2 separate regions of the Zea mays genome follow, and region 1 is linked to region 2. A link is a contact called in public Hi-C data. All regions are on one chromosome and are shown on one strand. Each heading gives the region's core, a stretch centred on a gene start, on an enhancer-like site or on the middle of the called end of the contact. The rest is flanking DNA. Distances are from core to core; before and after follow the strand shown.

Evidence for each region. Hi-C and Micro-C count contacts between places; a contact is called where the count stands out from the background.
Region 1: a contact with region 2 is called in a Hi-C map of tassel, with 5 times the contacts expected there. The contact joins the promoter of LOC100383201 here to the promoter of LOC100192014 in region 2. A contact is called at or near these places in 10 of 25 Hi-C or Micro-C datasets (bundle sheath, ear, endosperm and 4 more).

What each region holds. Positions count from the first base shown.
Region 1 is chr7:103,405,209-103,407,908 of Zm-B73-REFERENCE-NAM-5.0, forward strand. It overlaps LOC100383201, which reads left to right and starts at 1,422. Exons shown (of 10, transcript NM_001175863.1): 1 at 1,422-1,547; 2 at 1,633-1,909; 3 at 2,230-2,353; 4 at 2,478-2,597. The coding sequence starts at 1,452.
Region 2 is chr7:103,137,201-103,139,900 of Zm-B73-REFERENCE-NAM-5.0, forward strand. LOC100192014 (protein HOTHEAD) reads right to left here and starts at 1,416. Exons shown (of 6, transcript NM_001137438.1): 1 at 1,214-1,416; 2 at 400-757. The coding sequence starts at 1,301.

The sequences.
Region 1 (2,700 bases), core at 172-2,671, 270 kb after region 2:
AACACACTCATAATAGACTCCATGCCTCTACCATCATGGTTTAAAGGGTAACGATCCAAGCATTCATTATATTCATAAAACACATAGTATTGCCATAATATGAATGCCACCATAGAATTGGCCAATCCTACATGGAAGGACGATATTTATATGTGGCATCGTATAGTACCATCATGGGTTCCAAAAACATTAAACTGGTAATTTCTTATACCTTGAAGTCAACTAAATAATTTTGGCTATATATATGTAAGAATGAGTTATTTTAATTTGTAGGGATTTGTCAGGCTTTCTTGTTATCAACTTTATGCACTCGTGGAATGGTAAAAGGTTATCCTGCATTTCCACTGTGAGTAACTGTGTAGTTCTAATACTTGGTCAATATCATTTTTTCTATAACTAATTGTTTTTACTAAATTTAATGTTGTCTTATACCGAATGTACAGACTTCAAGTGTACCGAGGACCAAATTCTTGGTAGAATTGATGAAGTACAGACTGAATGTAATGACAATATTCTAGAAGAACTACAAAATATTATTAAGCACGTCAGTGTTTAGTTGCAAACAATATGAAGTACGAGAATACAACATATGTGATGTTATTTGCAAATACTCGAGTTTAGGATAAGAAACAAAGATTCCGAATTTTTGCTCTCACTTATTATTCTCGTCCTTTTGGTATGAATTTTAATGTATATTCACTTCGTTACCATTCAATCCTCGCAATGCACAAACATTGTACTCACTTCTTAGGGTTTGTTTGGTTTGACTTTTGGCTTTGGCTTTTGCCCCCCTAAAAGCCAAAAGCCAACCAAAGGGCTGGATCCAGGAAGCAGCTTTTTCTAAAAGTCGACTTTCTCGTAGTGCAAATCTGAAAGCACCCCTGGACCTGCTTTTAGTGGCTTTTCAGATGGAACTATGAAAACATATATCGAAGAATTTTTAATGACTTTTAGTGGTTTCCACCAAACGGTTTTTAGCTTTTTAACAACTTACAACATACAGTAGATTTTTCCACAGCTCACAGTCCACATCAACTTTTTTCACAGCCACAACCCAACCAAACATACCCTTAGACTTTGTTTTTTGGTTTTCACATTGTATTGTAAATTGATTTGTATTAGTTTAATTCTTCATTGGTTGTTGCCAGAGAGTTTATAAGATTGAGATTGATAATATGTGTTATTTGTTTTTATATAATTATTGTGCACTAATATTTTGTATGTCGTTGCAACGCACGGGCACTTGATTAGTCGTCATATAATGTATTACCTTATCTAGAATAGATTGACTCTTTGAGCCAAACACCCCCTACTTTTTTGGCCCAATCAAATTTGGGGAACCCTGGCCCAATTAGAGTAAAGCACACAAAGAAACGGGCCAAAAGGACTGTAGATCCGAAGTTTGTCACTGTCCCGTTCGTCGTGTCCCAAAGTCCAAAACCCAACCCACAATGGCCGCCACCTCGCCGGCCCCGGCGCCGCCGCGCATCCTCCTCGCCGGGGATGCCCACGGCCGACTCCACCAGCTCTTCAAGCGCGTCAAATCGGTGGCTACCCCCTCCTCCCACCATTATCTCTTCCTCCTCTTGCTGGTGTCGTCGGTCCGTAACACCGTGCGCTGCCCACCCGCAGGTGAACCAGTCAACGGGGCCGTTCCACGCGCTGCTCTGCGTGGGGCAGTTTTTCTCCCCCGAGGGTGCTGCAGAGGGCTCACCGGAGGACGTCACCGACTACCTCGAGGGGCGCGCTTCCGTGCCCATCCCGACCTACTTCACCGGCGACTACGGCCCAGCCGCGCCGCGATTGCTATCGAAGGCCGCCGCTGGTGCTCGCGGGTTCGCACCCGGTGGCATCGAGATATGCCCCAACGTCTTCTGGCTTAGGGGAAGCAACCGCTTCACCCTCCACGGTGTGTTTTCTTGGTCTGCTGCTAATTGATTTCATTATACAAGGCCAAAAGATTTGCTACCAGCTAGTTAAATTTTTTGACAGAGATACTGTGGAGTTAGTCGAATGTTGCACTATATCGCACTCAGGCAACTAAGCAGGAGTCGCCTCTCGTGGTTGAAGATACTAAAACCTGTTCGTATAATTGGACATCCTTAAAAGTGTTATGGAACCTCATTGAACAGTGTGTAGTGAACTAGTGATGCCTGAAAGTCTGAATGTGAACTGATTTAGTCTCACCTTTCCTCTAGCACACCCATACATAATGTTTCCTGTCTGTAGGTTTGTCGGTGGTTTATTTGTCAGGGAGGAAAGGGTTAGGAGGGCCTGGCTGTTACAGCCAGGATGATGTGGATGCCCTACGGGCTCTTGCAGAAGAGCCAGGGATTGACGATCTGTTCTTGACATATCCTTTTTTCCCTTATACTGTTTCTTTCACTGCTTGCTAATATTAATATTGAGTTGCTTTGTGTTAGCATCTATTCTGGATGCATCAAATTTAGGTTCCCTTGACAGTAACGAGATTGCACTAATGAATGGCCGACTGGAGTGGTCAGTGGGTCTGACACTTCCAATGTGCCTAATCAGGTTTTGGATCCCAATGGGTATGATCCTATTGTTGCTGAATTGGTTGCTGAGATTAAACCAAGGTTTGGTTCTGACTTCCTAGTTCATACACAAAAAGGAAATGGTTATTGAGAAAGTCAACTTAAAGCATTAACATGCAGCTTCCGTACGGCTGTAATGCTGATA
Region 2 (2,700 bases), core at 166-2,665:
TCTAGATTATATAATCTATAAGTTGAAACAAACAGGGCCATAGTGCAGGACGCCAGTAGTCAGGCAGACCTGACCATTTATTATTTCACCCTGTCGCTACCACTGCTCTCTGCTTACCCTAGAACTCGTGCTACAGTCATGAAAGTGACTGGTCTGGTCAGATTGCTGCTAGCTGTATGATTTTGGTTCCAACCTGTGTTCTTCCTGTGTGAATCTAATGCTGCCCATTGTGGGCAATGATAGTAATAAATAAATAAATAAGATAAGAGTGGGTTCATTTTTTTGGGGTAAAAATCTCCCTGTTTTGTCATGCACAGCAGAGCTCAGCTCGGGGGAGCTGTCACACCCACACCCAGCAGTATAGTGCAGAACACATCATGCATCCAATGCATCGCATACCTTGGGCTGGCCCGGCTGTAGAAGCCGGCATTGATGCAGGTCCCACCGCCCAACACCCTCGCCCGGGCATTGATGACGCCGTCGGTGGAGATGAAGGCCTGCGACGGCGAGTCCGGCGCCATGTTCATGAGCCCGATGTGGAAGTTCTGCATGTAGGAGACGTTGCGGTCGCCGTACGGGGAGCCTCCGCGCTCCAGCAGCAGCACCCTGTACCTGTGCGACAGCGTCGCCGCCAGCGGGCACCCCGCGGTGCCGCCGCCGACGATGATGTAGTCGTACGTCGTCGGGCACCCCGCGGGGTAGCTGCTGGCCTTGTGGAAGGGCGGGAGGTTCCTCAGGCTGAATGCTTCTTCCTTGCCTGCGACAGAGGACGAGCAGTTGCACTGTTACCGTTATGTTATGCCTGCGTGATTCTTCGATTTTTTTTTTCTTCCTGCTGTGAGTGTGAGCTACGTAATGAACAGTTTCATCCTATCGGGTTTTTTTCTTGAGTGAGCAAAGCTTGCTTCTGATCTAATTGAGCTTGCGTGCGCTCTTGACATCGTGCCACCCTGGACCTGGGGATGGCATATCAGGCAGGTGCGTATCTTTCTTTCTTATTCTTATTATCTGTTGCTATTTTCTCTTCTTGCTAACCAACAAACAGGCGGTGGTGTGCCACTTCAGCATTCTGAAGCGGTAGTGGCAGAAGCCAACAAACAGGCAACGATGGAGGAAAAAAAAGAACATCAAGCGCAATGCCAGAAGACGAAGGAAGCAAGAAAGCAGAAGCTGCTGGGAAACCAAGAGAAGAATCTTCCATCAGCATGAGTACCTCGGGACAGCTCCAAGAGGAAGAGCAGGCACGCCAGCAGCAGCAGCAGCAGCTTGAACAAGAGCAGAGCTCTGCCGCTCAACGCCATCGGACTGAGCTGAACCTTCAGCAGCGCCCGGCACAGCAAGCAAAAGACGGGAGCTCCTCTCGTTCTCGAGCAGAGAAAGGTGAGCTGCTCGACCTGTCCCCTCCCTTGAACCCTCTGCTCCCCACCTCTCGACCCGGCTAGTGGCGTTGTATTGGAGCTGGTTTATATGTAGCCGGCCGGCCGGCGTGTGTCGTTGGAGGGATTGCAAGCTTGCAGGCCACATCAGATGAGAGTGCTGGCTGAGCCCGAGCCGGCATTGAAGTGGAGCTCACCAGCTGCAGTAAGGGCCATTGAATGCTCGCTGAGGGAGCAGAGCAAGCACTGCCCTGGTACAACCGGGATTTATGGACTTCTTCATCAACCAACCAACCAGCCCTCACAAAGCTGCGGCGATGGTGGCGCCCCCTCCTCCCTCATTTACAAGAATGACAGGCATCTCTCTCTCTCTCCCTCTCTGCGAGTCTGACATTTCTTTATTGGTTTCCGTACCTGTGGCTTCGCCAATTGGTTGGGCCAACGGGTTAATATTGTATTTTTTTATGTTTTTTATTTTTACCTGGCTTGCTCTGTTTGTCTGATGGCACTGCCAGTGCCATCCCATGAGAAGAGAGAGCATGAATGCCAGTAGTACTAGTATGTAGCAGGAAACGTGTGGTGCTGTTTTCATTCAGCACCGGGTGTAGAAAACGTGTCCCTGACATCAGAGAAGAGAGCACCATTCTCAGGAGGGAAGAAAGGTGCGCGGGAAAAATCCCCTGGAAGTTTGCTTACACAGGTCGTCGTGTGCTTCGTCATCTGATATAGTGATATGTATATATTTCAGTTCCATGCAAGCTATAGGACTTCTAGAAGCTGTTGGTAGAGTGGAAACAACTTCGTATGGTGTATTTTATTAGGTTATAGTCGGTAGGATGTATCATAGTAAGATATTCGGACTGCTGCAACTGCATTCCGTAAAGACAAAATACTATAGAAACTAACTATAGCTGGATTAAAGCCACATCGAACAAGTTGTAGGAGTCCTTGTTTTCGGGAAAAAAACCATTTATGGATGCATGCGTTTTAACATCAACATAAAAACCTTGTTTTAACTACCTCCATAAAATATTATTTTTCATATCTACTCATCTTGCGCGAAAGAGGACGCTTGTAGCCGTTACATGCAGCGGAGGAAGTCTGGTGGGATACGTTGAAGACGGAGAGAATTATCGGGGGGTTAGAGTGCCTTTGCTATTCAATGGATGATGTACTCTGCTCGTAGCGGAGTGAAAACACTTATTAAAAAAAAAGCTTAGCAAAACGTTTCCGCGGAGTGTTCTTGAGTTAAAAAAAAAGGTTTTTTAAGCTGATGCTCAGTTTTGCTGTGTCCTCATTTTTACTCGTAGTCATGTTTTTTTTC